Regions from separate parts of the Mus musculus genome. Here all the other regions are linked to region 1. The links are chromatin contacts, called in public Hi-C, HiCAR-type and promoter capture Hi-C maps. All regions are on one chromosome and are shown on one strand. The core of a region is the stretch at or near the end of the contact, and the rest is flanking DNA. Distances in the headings are between cores, read along the strand shown.

The links. Promoter capture Hi-C pulls out the DNA fragments that hold promoters and counts their contacts. Hi-C and Micro-C count contacts between places; a contact is called where the count stands out from the background. HiCAR-type assays count read pairs that join an accessible place to other places.
Region 2: a contact with region 1 is called in a Hi-C map of pro-B cells, with 3 times the contacts expected there. The contact joins the promoter of Psma1 here to the promoter of Spon1 in region 1. A contact is called at or near these places in 2 of 39 promoter capture datasets (cranial neural crest and embryonic stem cells), 5 of 484 Hi-C or Micro-C datasets (cardiomyocytes, embryonic stem cells, large pre-B cells and 1 more) and 5 of 115 datasets of contacts at active chromatin or transcription factors (T-cell acute lymphoblastic leukemia, embryonic stem cells and large pre-B cells).
Region 3: a contact with region 1 is called in a promoter capture Hi-C map of stem cell-derived epiblast-like cells, with 5 times the contacts expected there. The contact joins the enhancer-like site here to the promoter of Spon1 in region 1. A contact is called at or near these places in 6 of 39 promoter capture datasets (embryonic stem cells, hippocampal neurons, liver and 2 more), 27 of 484 Hi-C or Micro-C datasets (B cells, LSK cells, Th2 cells and 13 more), 5 of 115 datasets of contacts at active chromatin or transcription factors (embryonic forebrain, embryonic stem cells, large pre-B cells and 1 more) and 1 of 9 other capture datasets (embryonic stem cells).
Region 4: a Hi-C map of embryonic stem cells shows a contact between it and region 1, with 4 times the contacts expected there. The contact joins the enhancer-like site here to the promoter of Spon1 in region 1. A contact is called at or near these places in 3 of 39 promoter capture datasets (hippocampal neurons, liver and stem cell-derived epiblast-like cells), 8 of 484 Hi-C or Micro-C datasets (differentiating embryonic stem cells and embryonic stem cells), 5 of 115 datasets of contacts at active chromatin or transcription factors (T-cell acute lymphoblastic leukemia, embryonic stem cells and stem cell-derived neural progenitor cells) and 1 of 9 other capture datasets (embryonic stem cells).
Region 5: a HiCAR-type map of astrocytes shows a contact between it and region 1, with 2.7 times the contacts expected there. The contact joins the promoter of Rras2 here to the promoter of Spon1 in region 1. A contact is called at or near these places in 3 of 39 promoter capture datasets (hippocampal neurons, liver and stem cell-derived epiblast-like cells), 6 of 484 Hi-C or Micro-C datasets (adipose-derived mesenchymal stem cells, differentiating embryonic stem cells and embryonic stem cells), 3 of 115 datasets of contacts at active chromatin or transcription factors (astrocytes, embryonic stem cells and stem cell-derived neural progenitor cells) and 1 of 9 other capture datasets (embryonic stem cells).
Region 6: a promoter capture Hi-C map of stem cell-derived epiblast-like cells shows a contact between it and region 1, with 3 times the contacts expected there. The contact joins the enhancer-like site here to the promoter of Spon1 in region 1. A contact is called at or near these places in 3 of 39 promoter capture datasets (hippocampal neurons, maxillary cranial neural crest and stem cell-derived epiblast-like cells), 2 of 484 Hi-C or Micro-C datasets (both in embryonic stem cells) and 7 of 115 datasets of contacts at active chromatin or transcription factors (embryonic basal ganglia, embryonic stem cells, large pre-B cells and 1 more).

The regions. Positions count from the first base shown.
Region 1 is chr7:113,764,543-113,767,365 of GRCm38.p6, forward strand. It overlaps Spon1 (spondin 1, (f-spondin) extracellular matrix protein), which reads left to right and starts at 1,456. Exons shown (of 16, transcript NM_145584.2): 1 at 1,456-2,024. The coding sequence starts at 1,787.
Region 2 is chr7:114,274,667-114,277,489 of GRCm38.p6, forward strand. Psma1 (proteasome subunit alpha 1) reads right to left here and starts at 1,450. Exons shown (of 10, transcript NM_011965.2): 1 at 1,335-1,450. The coding sequence starts at 1,337.
Region 3 is chr7:114,191,450-114,194,272 of GRCm38.p6, forward strand. No RefSeq gene overlaps it. Among named protein-coding and RNA genes, the nearest start is that of Copb1, 62 kb to the right of the region's middle. Within about 2 kb of position 1,337, at least 25 of the 459 cell types and tissues checked have an H3K27ac peak or open chromatin away from gene starts, as enhancers often do. A contact at or near this core is called in B cells, embryonic stem cells and stem cell-derived epiblast-like cells, where this site is marked.
Region 4 is chr7:114,132,658-114,135,480 of GRCm38.p6, forward strand. No RefSeq gene overlaps it. Among named protein-coding and RNA genes, the nearest start is that of Rras2, 16 kb to the left of the region's middle. Within about 2 kb of position 1,479, at least 15 of the 459 cell types and tissues checked have an H3K27ac peak or open chromatin away from gene starts, as enhancers often do. A contact at or near this core is called in differentiating embryonic stem cells, embryonic stem cells and stem cell-derived epiblast-like cells, where this site is marked.
Region 5 is chr7:114,116,331-114,119,153 of GRCm38.p6, forward strand. Rras2 (related RAS viral (r-ras) oncogene 2) reads right to left here and starts at 1,451. Exons shown (of 6, transcript NM_025846.2): 1 at 1,066-1,451. The coding sequence starts at 1,173.
Region 6 is chr7:114,070,747-114,073,569 of GRCm38.p6, forward strand. All of the region lies in intron 1 of Rras2 (related RAS viral (r-ras) oncogene 2), which reads right to left. Among named protein-coding and RNA genes, the nearest start is that of Gm51454, 36 kb to the left of the region's middle. Within about 2 kb of position 1,430, at least 119 of the 459 cell types and tissues checked have an H3K27ac peak or open chromatin away from gene starts, as enhancers often do. A contact at or near this core is called in embryonic stem cells and stem cell-derived epiblast-like cells, where this site is marked.

The DNA.
Region 1 (2,823 bases), core at 206-2,705:
GATGGGTGGATTGTTGAATGGATGGATGAATTTTTTTCCTGTCTTCTAGTGCTAGGCATAGAGCCTAGATTCAGGTACATGCAACAAAGCTTGCTGGGGGGAATGGGAACCCAAACATGGAGTCAGTCTAGAACCCTGAGTCAGCTGGCTCACTCTACAGTCCAGATCTGAAGATGCACATAGGAGAGAGCTGGTCTGTTGGATCAGAGGCTGAGGTCCAGTTCTCATGCTTTCTCCTAAGGCTGAGAAGTACACAAGGCCTTCCACAAGGCTTATTCCTCAGTGACTTCTGAAAGATAGCATCCAGTTGACGGTGGTAGTACAAGTCACACCATAGGACTGAGGGATCAGTGGTTAGTGGATGGGGTGAGGAATGGAATTTCCAGTATTGATGGCTCTATTGGGCTGTTTGTAATCTAAGAGGAAGAGGAAAGGCGAGTCTGGAAAGTGGACGAAACTGCTTGTTAGATGCAGGCACTTGAGAAGTATTCAAGGCCCTGGGAAGAATAAAGGAGAATAATGCAGCCTTTCAGGGCATTGGGGGCAGGGGAGGCTTGTGTGCAGCAATGGCATTCAGGTATCTTCAAGTAGGGTGTCTCCTGAGGCAAAGTATTCCACATGAGAGATTTTGCCAAATTTCGGCATACACAGCTCTGGTTCAATAGCTGCCGCCCGCTCCTGCCCCATGCTTCCTGGGCAGGGAACACGCTTGGAAAGGATGTCTGACCTAACCTCACAATGGATAAATGACAAGGCTGAGGCAGAGAGACATTGAGAGAGATTCCGGCTTATGGCCTCTCCCAAAAACCTGTCCCTGGAGGCTAAGAGCCTGAACTAAATATCTAAGCCAAGAAAACACAGGCCCTTCTTTGAACATTTCAAAATGGCCAGGCTCCTAAGCAATAGACACTTATTTTTGTAAGCCCCCTCCTTCTTAAAACCTCACAGTTTATGATTGCTTAGATACACTGCTGAATAAACTAATATGTAGCAAAAAATATTTTCTTCAATAGTAACTTTTCCTCTTGTTTTAAAAGAAAAACATTTTAAAAAATCTTCAAAATTATGGCCAAGGCATTGTGCCAGCTGCTCTCAGGGCCTAAGTCTCGGGCTCCTTGCTGGTCCTCTAGCGTGATATGTTATATGGTGGCCTGGTAAGAGGCAGCGGGCCAGCACAGCAAAGGTGGCCTGCGGGGATCTGCTTGTCTATAAATAAATGATTACGGTGTGTGGCGCTAGTGCACGTGGTAGACTGATGCCGCCGCGGGGAAACCTTGCAGCAGCGCAGCCTGGCACTGAGTAGGTTTGCAACAAAAGTTAAGTTGGCAGGCTTTCCCTCCTCAGAGCACTGTGGTCCACAGGACCCAAGCTGGAACTGGATACCGAGGAAGCAGCCTCGTTGGTGGCAGGGTAGATTGAGCCAGCACGTGTCTGCGTATCCCGGCTCTCTCCCACCAGACCCTGGGAATCCAGCTTCACAAAACAAACACCAGAGCGCCCGCTAATCGCCAGCTCAGAAACAAAACAGCACTGCGCTGGGGGATCCGGGCGCAAATCAGCCCTCCCTCTTCGCGCTCCTTCGCCACCGCCCGCCCCTCAGCTCCGCTGCTCGGCTCCGCTCAGAGCAGCGCAGCTCCGCAGCCGCCAAAGCGAGGCGGGCACGGTCTCCCCACCGCCAGCGCCACCCGGGCTCCTCCAGGTTTCGCCTCTGCAGCTCCCGTCACTTGGAGCAGGAGTGTCCTGACAGGGTCTGCAACATCCGCATAAAGTTGGGGGGCCCTCGAGGATGAGGCTGTCTCCCGTGTCCCTGAGGCTTAGCCGGGGTCCGGCGCTGCTGGCCCTCGCGCTGCCCCTGGCCGCAGCGCTAGCTTTCTCAGATGAGACCCTGGACAAAGTGACCAAGTCGGAGGGCTACTGCAGCCGCATCTTGCGCGCCCAGGGCACACGGCGTGAGGGATACACGGAGTTCAGCCTCCGCGTGGAAGGCGACCCTGACTTCTATAAGCCAGGAAGCAGCTACCGAGGTGAGTGGAATGGCGTTGGGGACCGGAGATCTAGGAACCCCTAGGGCACTGACCCGAGCAAGGCTGGAGCCGGGAGCGCAGTCCCCGAGTGTACCACGTCTGCGCATCCCAGCCCGGGGCCGTGACCTGGCTGCCCTGAGCCCCTTAGCTGCCAGCTCTATACTATACCCAACAAGACAGTGTCGGGGGAGGAGGGGGCCGTCGGGGAGGCTACAGGCAGGAGAGACAGCCCCGGTCTCCAACGCAGGGTTCCCGAGCCGGGGAATACAGCCGAGCCACACATCACACCAGCCTGGCTGGGAGGGAGCCCGACTTCGCTCCAGCTGTTGGCGAGAGTGAAGTACACACACACATTTCTCCTTATCGCTCTCTGGGGAAGAGGGTACTCTCAGGTGGGTCCCAGGTAGGGCATCTCTTCCCATGGTTTTCATCCTCGAAGGAGAGATACCAGCTTCTAGATCAAGCAGGACTCTCACTTCCTGGATGGGTCCCTAACCAGTCTCAGGTTAGGGGAAGGAGGAACCTGAAGGGTCCACAGAAAGATCCCCGAATTACTCTCTTATGTCCCAGGAGAAGACAGAGACCCTTGGATTTCCAGGACAGGTTTCAATGGCAATAGGGTCCTCAAAAACAAACAAACAAACAAACAAACAAACAACCCAACACGGGTAGTCTCTCAATGGAAGGTGGAATGTGACGATAGAAAACAGACCCAGGATTCCCAGAACGCGATTCTGATTCTGGCGGCCTAGACGCTGTGCGCCCTGGGGATGCCCAGCTTTACGCAGCTCAGTAGAGA
Region 2 (2,823 bases), core at 200-2,699, 510 kb after region 1:
TCTATATCCTGCCATTCTCCACAGCACTCCCCTTGGGTAGTCAAGTGCTAAAGAATGCACACACCAACTTTCCCTCCACTTTGCTCATACTGTTCTCTACACAGGGCTCTAATAATCTGGCAAAGGCCTTTTCTGTACATTGACTCAAATGTCTATCTTTGAAGGTTTCTTCTTTTCTCCGAAAATTCTCAGCACAATATTCCAACAGAGCTTGAAGGTTTCTTCTTTTCTCTGAAAATTCTCAGCACAATATTCCAGCAGAGCTTTGAGATACAGGTTTCATGAAGCCCAGTCTGGCTTTTTCCTATATACCTGGGAAAATGATCTTGAAGTCCTGTCTCAACCTACCAAGTGCTCAGATTACAGGTGTCTGCTATCATGACCAACTATACATATTTTTTTCTTCTTTTCTTCCTTCCTTTTTTTTTTTTTTTTTTTTTTTTTTGGTGTCGGTCTCTACACTATGGATGTCCTGGAACTTTGACTTAGGCTTGCCTCAAACTCACAGAATTCTGCCTCTCTGCTTCCTAAGTGCTGGGATTAAACTCGTGTACCATAACACCTTCCAACATACCTTTTTTATCTTTATAGTATGAATAAAGTTATGTTTGGTTTAACTTTGAGCTCTCTACCTGCACCCTGTCACTGGATGAATTAACATATACACAAATCCTCAGTAAAGAGGTGGGCACAAATTGCTACCGTGGCAGACCCACTACAGCCATAATGTCATTACTAAAGCAAGTGTATCGGCTCTTAGGAGAATACTCATAATGGCAAAAAAGGCAAGAGTTCGCATGGCAGACTCCACAGAAGCAGCTCAGGGCCCTGTGCTGTAAACCTGAATCCATTACTTCCCCTTTTAGAACAAAGTGACTGTATGGAGTCTTTCCCGACGGCATTCTAATGAGACAGATTAAGACAGACCCACAAGGAAGATGAATTTGGTCTAAAGACCTGACTGCAGGCTCAGGTCTGCGCAGGCGATGCCAGGTGCACCCCTCCATTCCTATAGCCTTCCTCCTATGCAGATGACAAAGGACCATAGGGCATCTTGAAATCGGCCACCTAAGTAAATTGAGAGGGGAGGGCCTCTGGCTGGGCGAGGGAGAGCGCCTGGACCCCACGTAAGGTGGAGAAGCTGAGCGAAAGGCCGCCCAGGTTACTGATCGTTTCCCGCCGGCCAGGCCGCAGATGCTGAATCACTGTAGGAGACTGTCCGTGAGGTAAGCTCCCTCTCCCACCGCCCCACGCCCCAGGGAACAGAGGCCGATCCCCGACCACGTCAGTGTACCTCAGCCCCAAACCCTTCGAGGACTCGGGGCTCAACACACCATAGCTCCGGCGCAGCGACAACCTGACCCAGCAGCGGACACAGGAACACGGCCCCAACTACGGTTCGGTGATCGTCAAAGAAGCCTGCGGAGTCTTGACGGCGGCGACGCAGGAAGTGCAATCTATCCCAGAGCCACGGATCGGCGTCTAACGCTGCCCCGCCCTCCAGCCTTAAGTGGGCGGGGCCTGCGAAAGCTGAGAACGTGGGATTGGCAGGAAGCTCCGGGGTGGGAAAGCCAATGCGCAGAGAAAGCGGGGGGCGTGGCTTCACGTCACGCCCAGAGTTTCCTTGCTTTTTTTTTTTTTAATCCCCAAGTGGATTGCAGATTCCCGCCAACTCTCGGTCCTCTCAGTTGAACGTCGCCACCTAGCTCGGGATGGTGCGGTGGTCCCTCATAGATCTGTCACAGTGCACAGAGAGGTTTGGGAAACAGCGTGTCTGAAAGAGGCTGCAGAAAAAAAAAAAAAAAAAACAAGTGTGTGTGTGTGTGTGTGTGTGTGTGTGTGTGTTCATATTCCTGGCCTGAGATGCTTGAGTACTTGGAGAGCCCATCCTTAAAGGCTCCATGGTCTCGCATGATCGTGATACTTATGATCATTAGTTGCTATTGTAGGACCTGGTTTCTGTCCTGGCACTTGATCTTCTGCTGTCCACAACCAAATACCGTATCTGGTAGATTAGGCCACTAGGGGGAAGGTGCGAGTTTTCTTACGAGTTTTAAAAGAGTATGTTTTGGTTTAATCCCCAAATGAAATCAAGACTGCTAATTCTGTTGAATAACGTGTACCCAGAGTCAGGTAAGGATCTTTAAGGATCTGAACTTTGATGGCGGAGTAACACATCATTTAAATGTCTATGTTCACAGTAATTAGTATCACATTCTAAATATTTTCATGTCTGTATATATATGTACATTTTTTGTTTTTACATTTGTTTTGTGTGTGTGTCTGTGTCCCTGCATACCCTTTTTTGGGAGTCTGAAGACAACTTGAAGTTGGTGGTTCTCTCCTTGCGCCACGTGGATTCTGGGATTGAACTCAGGTTCACAGCTTGGCAGCTAATATAGCAATCCTCTGAACCATCATGCTTTTTGCTTTTCTTTTTCTCATCTCTCTCTGGGTTTGCACCCTCCCTCCCTCGTTTATATGCTCTCAACAGTTAATTAGATTGCTTTGTTCTTTAAATTCACCAACACTGGCTCTTGTTATTTTTAAAAATTTCTGACTTTAAATTGATAGATAGTGCTGTTTTGTTTTCGCAGCACCAGCACGGTGCCTAGCACATATTAGGTACATAATTTGTATTGCTGAATGAACAATGGATTTGGAATGAATGGGAAAATTAAATGCTCATTTAAAAATGGTTGTGGAACTGCAGAGTGCTGTCTACAACCTTCTGCAACTCTAGGGAATCGGACCTCTTCCGGCTACCGTGACGCTTGTGCATACATGTTGTACTTCTTTTTTTTTTTTTAAATATTTTTTATT
Region 3 (2,823 bases), core at 87-2,586, 430 kb after region 1:
GTCTCTGATTTCCTTTGCACATTAAATGAATTTTAATTGAATTTGAAATTTCATTGAACACTGAGTCTTACTCTACAGCCTGTTCCGGCCCTTACTTTTGCTTACACGTGATAAATCACCTTTGCTTTGCTAGCTGCTCCCTTTGCGTCTGTGCCAATGGATGGATCGGGCGAGGACCTCCTGAATTCTTTCCCATCTCATCAAGAGAAGAGAATGAATCCAGGAGTGGGAATGTGAAACATAGAACCAAGACTCTGAGGTAGAAGGAACCTGAGCTGAAACCCTTTAAAATGCTATTGCATTTTAAAGAGAGGTCCCATCAGCTCCTGCCACCCAAGTCCTACAGCTGTCCTGATGCCTCCTTCCCTTTAGTTACCACGTAATTTGGCGGATTCTATCAACTTTTCCAGTGTCTTTTCAGTAAATTTCTTACACATATACATTTTCTTTCCCTTCAGCTAAATTTGTATGTCATTTTTAAAAAAAAATTTTTTTTTCCTGTTTTCCAAGACAGGGTTTCTTCATGTCACCCTGGCTGTCCTGGGACTCTCTCTGTAGACCAGACTGGCTTCAAACTCACAGAGATCTACCTGCTTCTGCCTCTCAAGTGCTGGGATTAAAGATATGTGCCACCACTGCCCTGCTTCATTTGTTTTAATTTTTAAGAATAAAATTATTTATATGTGTGTGTGTGTGGCGGGGGACCGATATTCTTTTATGGGTATTTGTGCATACATGCAGGTACTTGTGGTGGCCAAAAGAGGACATTGGATCCCCTGGCACTGGAGTTACAGGTGGCTATGAGCTACCCGAGGAGTCACTGGGACCCACGCACAGGTCCTCTGCTAGAGCCATATGTGCTGTTAACACTGGATCCTCTCTCTGTAGCCAGCCCTGGTTTGCATGTTTTGATAAAGCCCACCCCCCACCTTTTTTTTTTTTTTTTTTTTTTTTTGGTTTTTCGAGACAGGGTTTCTCTGTGTAGTCCTGGCTGTCCTGGAACTCACTTTGTAGACCAGGCTGGCCTCGAACTCAGAAATCCACCTGCCTCTGCTCCCCAAGTGCTGGGATTAAAGGTGTGCACCACCATGCCCAGTGATAAAGCCCATATTATATGTTCCTTGTCACTAATATACTAGTATATTCCTCCAAATGGGTGTTTCATTTTTAAAAAAGATGATGTGGGGGCTGGAGAGTTGGCTCAGAAGTTAAGAACATAAGAACATGGCTGTTCTTCCAGAGAACCCAGGTTTGGTTCTCAGTACCCATGTGGTAGCTCACAACTTCCTGTAAATCCCGTCCCAGAGACTCAGACACTGTAGGGGCTTGGTCTGGTGCTGCTGTGTATTCACATGCTAAATACTCTATCCCAAGAATCGTTGCCCCAGCGATCTATCCTTACACCAGCTTCTGTTGTGTAAACCTTGCCACCCCCTAACACCTCCCACCCCCAGTTATTCCTGTTTGGTTAATAAAGATGCCTAAGACCTGGGCTGGGCAGAAGAGAGAGGGCAGAGTAGAGGTTTCCAGGCTTGGGGTCTGAGGTGGGAACAAGGAGAGAGAGAAAGAGAGGAAGAAGAGGTCACTGTGGAGGGCATAACCTGGGACCGTAGCAACCTCCAGAATAATAATTAATACAACACGACACTTTCTTCTGTCCTCTGTGGTCACCAGGCACACCTGTGGTGCAGCTACAAACATGCAGGCAAAACACCCCAAACATCCCCGCACATGAAAAGTTAAAAATTTTAAACAATTCCAAAGGAAGCTGATGTATATAGACCTTACCGCTTCATTGCCTTAATGGAGTGAATAATTCTAACACTGCACATTACACTATGTTTCATAGAAAACAGTGCATGAATTTACCACCAGTCACATAAGTGGACACCTGGAGACGCACTAAAGGCATTCACTACACGCTGCTATCATAAGCAATAGGTACAGTCTTGTTGTGTAGCCCAGATTGACTGAAACTCAGTGTTAAGCCCAAAGACCTGGAAGTCCTGCTTGACTGCTGGGATTGAAGGTGGTGTCATCACATCTGGTTACAAGCCAGGATGACAAAAGCAATTTTGCCTGTGTCTAAAGGATAAAGTGATTAAAAGCCAAATGGTGGCGACATCTTTACTCCCAACTCCCAGGAAACTGAGGCAGGTGTGGATCACTGTGGGTTCAAGATCAGCCTGGTCTACATGGCGAGTTCCAGGATAGCCAGGAACAAACAGCCTCTATAGAGAGACCTGTCTCAAACAACATCAAAAGAAACCAAATGGACAGACGCAAGAAGCAGAATGAGGAAGGCCTTTCCTTCTAGAACAGCCTTTTAAAATTAGCATACAGAGTAATGGGTTCATTATTACATCATCATGAATGCTTTGCATTTGTTGATTTTTCTACCCCTCCCCTTCCTCTCCTCCCAAATACTATAAAATACTATACATTCTGTGACTCTCCCCCTCTCCCTCCCGTTCTGCCTTCTAGTTCCCCTTTCAAGGTTCTCTTTCTAGTTTCATGACCCACATTCCCTTCAAACATATAAAGATTCAAAAGTAGGACCATATATGAGAGATGTGTTATTTATCATTCTGGGTCTTTCTGGTTTACTTAGAGTGTTATAATTTCCCATTCTATGCATTCCTAGGCAAATGGCATGATTTCATTTTTCTTTATGGCTATATAAACCTTTACAGTTTATGTGTATATTTTCTTTATCTATTGATGAACTTCTAGTTCTATTCCTAGTTCTGTGACAAAACACTAACATGGCTATATGAGTGTCCCTATGATAAGGGTCCTTTGGTGGGGGCTGGACAGATGGCT
Region 4 (2,823 bases), core at 229-2,728, 370 kb after region 1:
CACACACACACACACACACACACACACACATGCCTATGAGGAAGGGCATGATCAGATGGAGAAACCCCTGGCTTAGTAGAAGATGGTCTGAAATCACAGAACCTCCAAGCAGGAAAATCAGCCAGTGACCATTCTCTCTAGAGCTTGTCTGCTAGAGAAGAAACAAAGATCAAGAAAGGCAAAGCCCAGCATGGCCTGGGAACGCCACACGCTGGATTCCAGTTTGCTTCTCTCAGATTCAAGCACATCTCCAGCACACTGCCTTGGAAGCCACCAGCTCAGAAGGCTGACCAGAGCCAACAGGGCACCAGACTTCCAGGACTTGGCTGCCAGGAGGATTAAAAAAAGAGCATCCATCCTTGCCCTCATACCTAAAAAATGCTAACCAACCAATATCACTGCACTGGCAAATTTGTTTGTTTTAATTTAATTTATGTATTTTTATTTATGTATATTTGTACATTGGTGTTTTGCCTGTATATAAGTCTATATTAGGGTATCAGATCCCTGGAACTGGAGTTAAGAAGGTTGTGAGTTGCCATATGGATTCTGGGAATTGAACCCAGATCTCTGGAAGAGCAGCTAAGTGCTCTTAACTTCTGAGCCATTTTTCCCAGCACTGCAAAGTTATTTTTAAAAGTTGAAAACTAGGGGGCTGGAGAGGTGGCTCAGCAGTTAAGAGCACTGACTGTTCTTCCAGAGGTCCTGAGTTCAATTCCCAGCAGCCACATGGTGGTTCATAACCATCTGTAATGGGGTCCGATGCCCTCTTCTGGTGTGTCTGAAGACAGCTACAGTGTACTCATCATATACAATAAATAAATAAATAAATAAATAAAATCTTTTTTTAAAAAGTTGAAAACTAGATGTCCAATAACAAGCTTGGTCAAAGCTAAGTTTAGTGCCTGTGCCTGTGATTCCAAAAAAACCTAAAGGGGAGCCTTGTTGTGAATTTCAGGTCAGTCTGGGCAGAATGAGCCTCTTTCTCAAGGAAGAGGAGGGGGGTGGAGGAAAGGAGGAGAGTGGAACAGTGAAATTATAACCATCATACCAAATGTTCCATGTCCATTAAAAATGGATTTTATGGGCTAGAAAGATGGCTTAGCAGTTAAGAGCACTGGCGGATCGTCTAGTGGACCTGGATTCGGCTCTCAGCACACACGGTGGCTCCCAACTGAATGGAAAAAAAAAAGAAATAAAAAGGAGGCTAGAACTGCTCTAAAGGTTGAGGTGAAGGTTCATTGTAGACAGATATGAGGAAGAGTACAGCCAGAGACATCTGGAAGGGTCCGGAGTGAGCATGGCCAGACTGTGTGAAGAGAGGGGAGAAGAGCCAGGAGACCAGGAGAACAAAAGGGCAAAGGGTAAAGCGGGTAAAGGACTAAGGCAGCCGAACCAACTGGATTATATAGGAAAGAGCAGCTGGGGGAAGGGCAGGTGAGCCCTGGGACCTGAGAGTTCAGGGTAGGGGTCGGAGTGCATAGGCACAGAGCACCCTACAACAGGAAGGGACTGAGGGAGGCTGGGAGAACCTGGGGGCCAGGACCATTTGATATGTAAAATAGCCACCTCAGCCTTTTGTCCTGGGTTTGAGACCTAACAACACCCATTTGTAACTCCAGTTCCAGAGATCCAACAACCTCTTCTGACCTCACAAGGCACAGACGTACGTGCAGGCAAACCACCCAAGGAATGGAGGGAGGGAGGGAGGGAGGGAGGGAGGGAGGGAGGGAGGGAGAAAGGAAGGAAGGAAGGAAAGAAGGAAGGAAGGAAGGAAGGAAGGAAGGAAGGAAGGAAGGAAGGAAGGAGAAAAAGAGAGAGGAAAGAAAGATAGACAGAGAGTGAGAGGGAAGGAGAAAGGAAGGAAAAGGCTTTTCTTCCTGGTGTGTATGACTGTAGTCGCCGTTACCTGGGAAGCTAGCAGGGAACAGCTTGATCCCTGAAGTTCAAGTGTAGTCTGAGCTACATACCAAGACACATACATATGCACATATACATACATCATATATATCATATACATAGAGAGAGACACAGAGACAGAGAGAGACAGAGATCTACTTATGAAGAAAAACAAAACAAAAATAGAAGGTGGGTGTCTTGATCTGAATGCACCTATCCGCCCCAGATTTTTGTTGTTGTTGTTGTTGTTGAAATCTGATGCCCTGTGAGCTGAATCTGTTACTGGAATCTGAGGTGTGCCATTCGACACCTTACCAAAACAAACAAAACAAAACAAACAAAAAAAACAAAAACAAAAACAAAAAAAAAAAACCAGGGGACAAGAATTTGCAAAAGAAAATGAAATTTTATCTAGTTCTGTCCTGATAGAACTGGAAAGATAGAAATTCTCAGCTTCCCTCACCTTGCCTGTAGCAGTGATAAAATGTCTAGAAATGATGAAACAAAAGGCCAGGGGGAGATTTAGCTGCGAGAGAAATGATCAGAGCTGTGAGATCCATCTCTTCCTGGGAGACTGTTCATCCTCTGGCGCGGGAGAGTTCCTAGAGAAAGGTTAACCCCTTAGAGCCCTTGCTGGAAGTCTTTTAGGAGGGGATGAGGTAACGAGGGGCTGCACCATGAGAAGAGCAGGAGCGTGCTGGGCTCGTGAATGGGGTTAGTGCCCCCCATGAAGAGCCTAGGGAGCCTGCCTGGCCCTTCCATCTGGGAGGACGCAGAATCACAGCTCATGATGCACAGCTCTCTCCGGGCAATCCTAAACTCAGATTTCCCAATCTCCAGAAGTCAGTTTCTGTTACCAAATGTAAGGTCTCTTGTTAGAGTAGTCTGAATGGACAGATAGAGAAAGCTACAAACAGAATATGC
Region 5 (2,823 bases), core at 201-2,700, 350 kb after region 1:
ACCACAGTTACATCGAAATAAAATAAGCTATTTAACTCTATCAATTCAACAAATGGGTGAAACAAAACAAACACACACACACACAAAAACATTTTGCTACCCGTCCTCTTTAATACAGTAAAAATACCTTTGTTACTTAGCAGGGTACCTGCGCTCTCTTCCCAACATATGCCACGCCTTTCAGGGTGACAAAAGCAAGGAGATCTGCATTTGCTTTTAAAAATCAAAAAGAAGAGAAAGGAAAATCACTCGGGCGTCTTAACCTAGAATAAAATCTAAAGACAAATTTCACCTTCCTTTTCTTTGCCACAACCCGACTTTCCTCCTCCAGCAAACAGAAAATAGGGGGGGGGGGGGAGAAGGGTGCAACACACAACTCATACTCGTCCCCTCCTAGCGGGGCTCACCCCAAACTTCACCTAAGCGCGAAGCAGGCAGGCACCGGGAATTCCAAGGAAATGGTCTCGCCCCTATCAAAGCACATTTTTAACTTCCTCGAAGCCATTATTTCCCTAGGGCACGATCAAACACTCCCACCCGGACGTACCACCAAACAGACTACTTGTAAGAGAAGCTCAAACACACACAAAGAGAAAACACTATTGGGAGCCGGCGGCGCGAAGCCGCCGCCAAGTAGCCCGGGCCAGCGCTGCCACCGAGGCAGGCGCGGGGTCCCCACTCCGGCCCTCAGGGCAGGAAGCCCGGCACCGCGGCGCGGCTGCAACCCGCGGGCTCCCGCCCTGACCGCAGTGATAAGGTGGAACTGCGCTTCCCACCCGGCCAGCTCCGCCCTCCGGGCCACATTCCTGAGAAGCCCGACTCCCCGGACGCCGCGCCGGGCGCCTGGCGGGCAGTAGCGCGGCGCCGTGGCCGCAGGGCAGGAGCGCAGCGCCGACTCCTCACTGTTCCTGCCCTCGCAGCCGCGCGCCCTGGCCCCGCGCAAACCGCACCCGCGCGCACCGCACGCGCCGGAGCCCCGCACCCGCGCGCCCCGGGCGGGGTCGCCGCGGCCACAGGTAGCGCCACCCCGCCGCCGCCGCCACCCCGCAGGCCGTCTCCAGGCACCTGGATGAACTGGATGGTGAGCGCCGACTTGCCCACGCCGCCACCGCCGACCACCACGAGCCGGTACTTCTCCTGGCCGGAGCCGTCGCGCCAGCCGGCCGCGGCCATCGGGACGCCCCGAGCCCAGCCCGGCCGCCGCGCGCCCTAGGCCCGGCTCCGGGGACGAGTGCGGCCGGCTGGGTTACAGGCGGTAGAGCGCGCGGGGTCCGTGAGTGGCCTGGAGGGCCGCGGAGCGCTATCCCTCGGACCGGCTGGGAGTTGCCCGAGACGCTGGAGAGCCGGGAAGGCTCCAGGGCAGAGGACGCAGCGGCCAGGGAGCGCGCTCTTCTTCGCGGATCTGCAGCGCAGCCGAACGCAGCCTTCGGCACCGCTACAAATGGCCGTCTGGGGGCCGGGCCGCTGGGCTGGGGTACTACATATGCATGAGGGGGCGGGGCTAGGCCGCGCCCGCCCAGGCGGAGACTCTGGAGCGCCCTAGGCAGCAGACCCTGCAGACCTGCCCTCAGAGCACCGGGAGGAGAAGGAAGAAACCGGGAAGATGGACGGCGGTGACAGTGATTGCATAAATCAGGGATCGTGTTCATGAAAGAAACAGCCTGTGATGGCGTGGATGAAAAATAGAACTGTTGTCATATTCACTCAACTCCATACCCTGTTTTCGGAATGCAGATGGTGACTGTATTTGTTTAAAAAAAAAAAAAGTATAAGGCAGCGATTGAAGAAAATGAGACCTGTAGCGGTACCTGAACATATGATAGTCTAGTGACAGTGAGAGAGTGGGTAGTGATTGAGCTTGCACGGGGCCACAGTGCATGTGGACAGATCTGGGGCGTAACATCTTTGTTCCTATGTCTATGTGTGAAAAAATGTGTGATAATTGTGTATGAGGGTCGTGAGAAATTTGCAGGTTGGTGACATGTTTTTTAGGAGGAGCGTGTTCCTTGCTAGCACAGCTTCTACGAACATGATCAGGCCCTTGCCCTTAGAGTCCAGAGGAGGAGGCAGCCGGGACAATAGGCACCTTGTGAGACATAATTGTAAGAACAACAGCTGCTCAGCACTGAGGTCCAAGGTGCACTTACCCCAGAGCTGGCTAGTCAGAGAAGGTTTTCCCAAAGACCCGAGGAATAATCTTGTAAACAGATGAGTGAATGGGAGAAAAGTATTCCAGGGAAAGAAAACCAAGCTGAGCCGTGTGTGGTAACCCACGCCTTTAGTTCCAGTATTCTGGAAGCTCAAAGAGTTCAAGGCCAGCCTGACCTACATAGTGAGTTCCAGGCCAGGGCTGGAAGAGTGAGACCTAGTCTGAAAAGATAGGAAGAATGAAAGAGAGAAAAGAAAACCATGATATGCAGAAGCCAGAGATGGCAAAAGGACACATTCTGTTGTGTGGTTTTGAACGTTCTCGGGGGAGTTTACAAGCTTGCAGATATAAATAGAAACTCACTGTGTGTGACTTGGATGTGGTAGGGATATCTCTATAGAGGCCACGTAAGATGGAGGCTGTGGTCTTCTCAGAGGGTACACTGGTTCAAATCCTGCCTGCTTTGCTAATGGCATAGCGATGGGAACTTAAGCTCTGTGCCTCAGCTTCCAAATAAGCTCTCAAATAAGGGCCCGAGCCAGTGGATGGCGCACCCGCAAGCCTACCGACCTGATCTTTGGGACCCACAGGCAGGGAGAAAAGCAACCCCCAACACTTGTTCTCTGCCCTCCACAGTTCCTTCACTGCCGAGCAGACATCCCACCCAAACACAT
Region 6 (2,823 bases), core at 180-2,679, 310 kb after region 1:
AACCCCAAGGGCAGCAGTTCTCAACCTTGGGGTGGGGGGGTTCCTCCAAACCACCTTCTCACAGGGTCACCTAAGACTATAGGAAAACACTGGTATTTACATTACGATTCATTAAAAGTAACAAAATTATAGTTATGAGGTAACAACAAAAATAATTTTAGGGTTGGGGGTCAGCCACAGCATTAGGAAGGTTGAGAACCAGTACTCTAGGGGATCCGACACCCTCTTCTTGGCCTCAAGAGAGAACTGGGAGACACACACACACAAACGCACATGCACATGTGCACGCATGCACACACACAAATGCACACACACACGGAAGAAGTCTCTCGTGTACTCCCTAGAAATGGAAAGAAGGCACCTAGAACACATCGCAGCTCTCTGCAAGCTTTCTTATTAGAACCCTGAACTTTGAACACTTCCTTGGAGATGAGTGTGACCTAAGCGTGCGATGTCCTTGGAATGAGGAGAATGGGGCACCACAAGCTTTATTCTCCATCTTTGGGACTTCAATAAAATTAAACAGATTTTTGTTCCAGTTTAAAAAAATCCCACCATGAACTCCCCGGGCCAGGCAGCTCTAGACCTGACACTCCATAGCACAGCTCACACACCTTACTTCCCCATAGTAAGGGCCTTGCCATCTTGGACACAGCCACAATCTCAAAATACGGCGGTGGGGAAAGCCATCAGTGATGGGGAGCCAGGAACCCACTTCCCTGAGCTGGTGAGGACACTTAGCCATCAGCAGTCTCTAGTCACTAAACAAATGCAGTGGGAATTCCTCTGGAGACACCAGCACCTCAGCCACAGGCAGCTGTGGGCAGAGCAGCCTCCTGTAGTAGTCTCTCTGTAGCAGCAGCTGTCAGGGCACAGAGAACCTTTGTTCTCACACCGCCCTCTCTAACCTTTGTCAAATGTTCCCATGTGATTGATATTCCTCAAGCAATTATATTTTTAATGAATGAATGAATGAATGAATTACAGATATGGTCATAATAAACGCCCTAGGGCACTAAGTCCGGAACCCCTTTAGTTTATTTTATTTAAAAAACTGAGACCTCTGGTAAACACTAATTGTCCCAGACCGCCTAACGCCAGCAGGGTGTGAAGGGACTCGAGGTCACTCTGTAGACCATCAGCTCCTGTGCACAGCCCCCACCACGACCTGGGGCTGGGGGTGAACGGACTAGTTATACTATACCACCAAGAAGCCCAGCCCAGTGCATGACGAGCCTGCTCTGCTGCAGAGTGTGTTTCTACGTCAGTTAGAGGAGTCTTGTTTCCCCAGGGAATTTTTTTCTAGGCTGTGGTTGTCCCCATAGTCCAGAACACAAGACATACAGTCCTGAGGCAGTATCAGCTTCCAGGCCTAAGAGGAAGCAGAAAGTAGGAGTCTGGCTTTCCCCAAGTGCAGAGCCAGCCCGATGGAGGAGGAGCCTCCTGCCCACCCAGCCTCTGCTGCTCTCCTTTCCCCTCCTCATGGCTCTTCCCAAGCTTCTGCTTCCTTCTAAAAACAACATTCTTAGCACCATGTCACCTAATACCGGCTGTCACCTAACACCCGCCTCTGTTCCCAAATTAAAAGTAACAATTCCCCACGGACCCCTCAATCTCACCCAGCAGTAGCAGGTGAAATATTCCGGGGTAAATCTAGCACACTGCAGCAAGCCAGGTCACCTTAAGGAAAGCAAACTCTGGGCTGGCGGTGTAGCTTGGCGGCCAAGCACCGAGTGAAGGAGCACTCAGAGCCTTGAAATCAACCCTCAGCACTGGCCCCTCTCCCAAACAGTCTGAATTAAAAAGGAATTATCAGTAATGTTCTGGTCAAAACAAAAAAAAGAGCTCCATTCTCCATGGAAGAAAAATCACTCGGGGGCAAATCACAAGTTCATGGTGTGAGCTCCTGAGCAGGCCTGCCTTATGAAGCTCCTTTTAGTCCCTTCCTGTCTCCTCCCCGTCCCTCCATGATCCTAACCTGTTAGACAGGTTATTCACACCTGAGTGGACAAGATGACACAAACATTCTGCGTGCAGCTTGAAAACTGCACAGGAGGGAGGGGGCCATGATGGCCACAAGCACTGTTCATACAGATAAACCATTTGGGGATGAGACAAGCTGAACTCTGTTACCAACGACACAGCTACACACGAACCCACTAATCACATTTACAAACCATTTGTTCCTGTACAGCCACCTACTTATCTTTTGGAGCTGACATAATAGTTAGCAGGCAATGGGCAACAGTAGGTCAATGGCCTATTTCATGTAACATAATAAAAGCTATCAGAGCCAAAGAAATGGCTCTGTGGGAAAAGGCTTTTGCCACCAAATCTAAAGACCTGAGTTCAATCCCTGGTACCACAGGGTGGAAGGAAAGAATCAACTCTCATGAGCTGCCTCAACCTATCTCTATCTTTCTCTCTCTCTCTCTCTCTCTCTTCCTCTCTCTCTCTCTCCCTCTCTCTCTTTTTTTTTTTTAAAGATTTATTTATTTATTATATGTAAGTACACTGTAGCTGTCTTCAGACACTCCAGAAGAGGGCATCAGATCTCATTATGGGTGGTTGTGAGCCACCATGTGGTTGCTGGGATTTGAACTTCGGACCTTCGGAAGAGCAGTCGGGTGCTCTTACCCACTGAGCCATCTCACCAGCCCCCTTCCTCTCTCTTTCTGTCTCTGTCTCTCTCCACACACAAACACACAGAAAACATAACCAAAAAATTTTAAGTTTTAAATTCATAGTAATTTTTGTATTTTTATTTCAATAGATAATACATAAACCCTGAATAAATTTTTAAGAATAAGAATTAGTCATGTT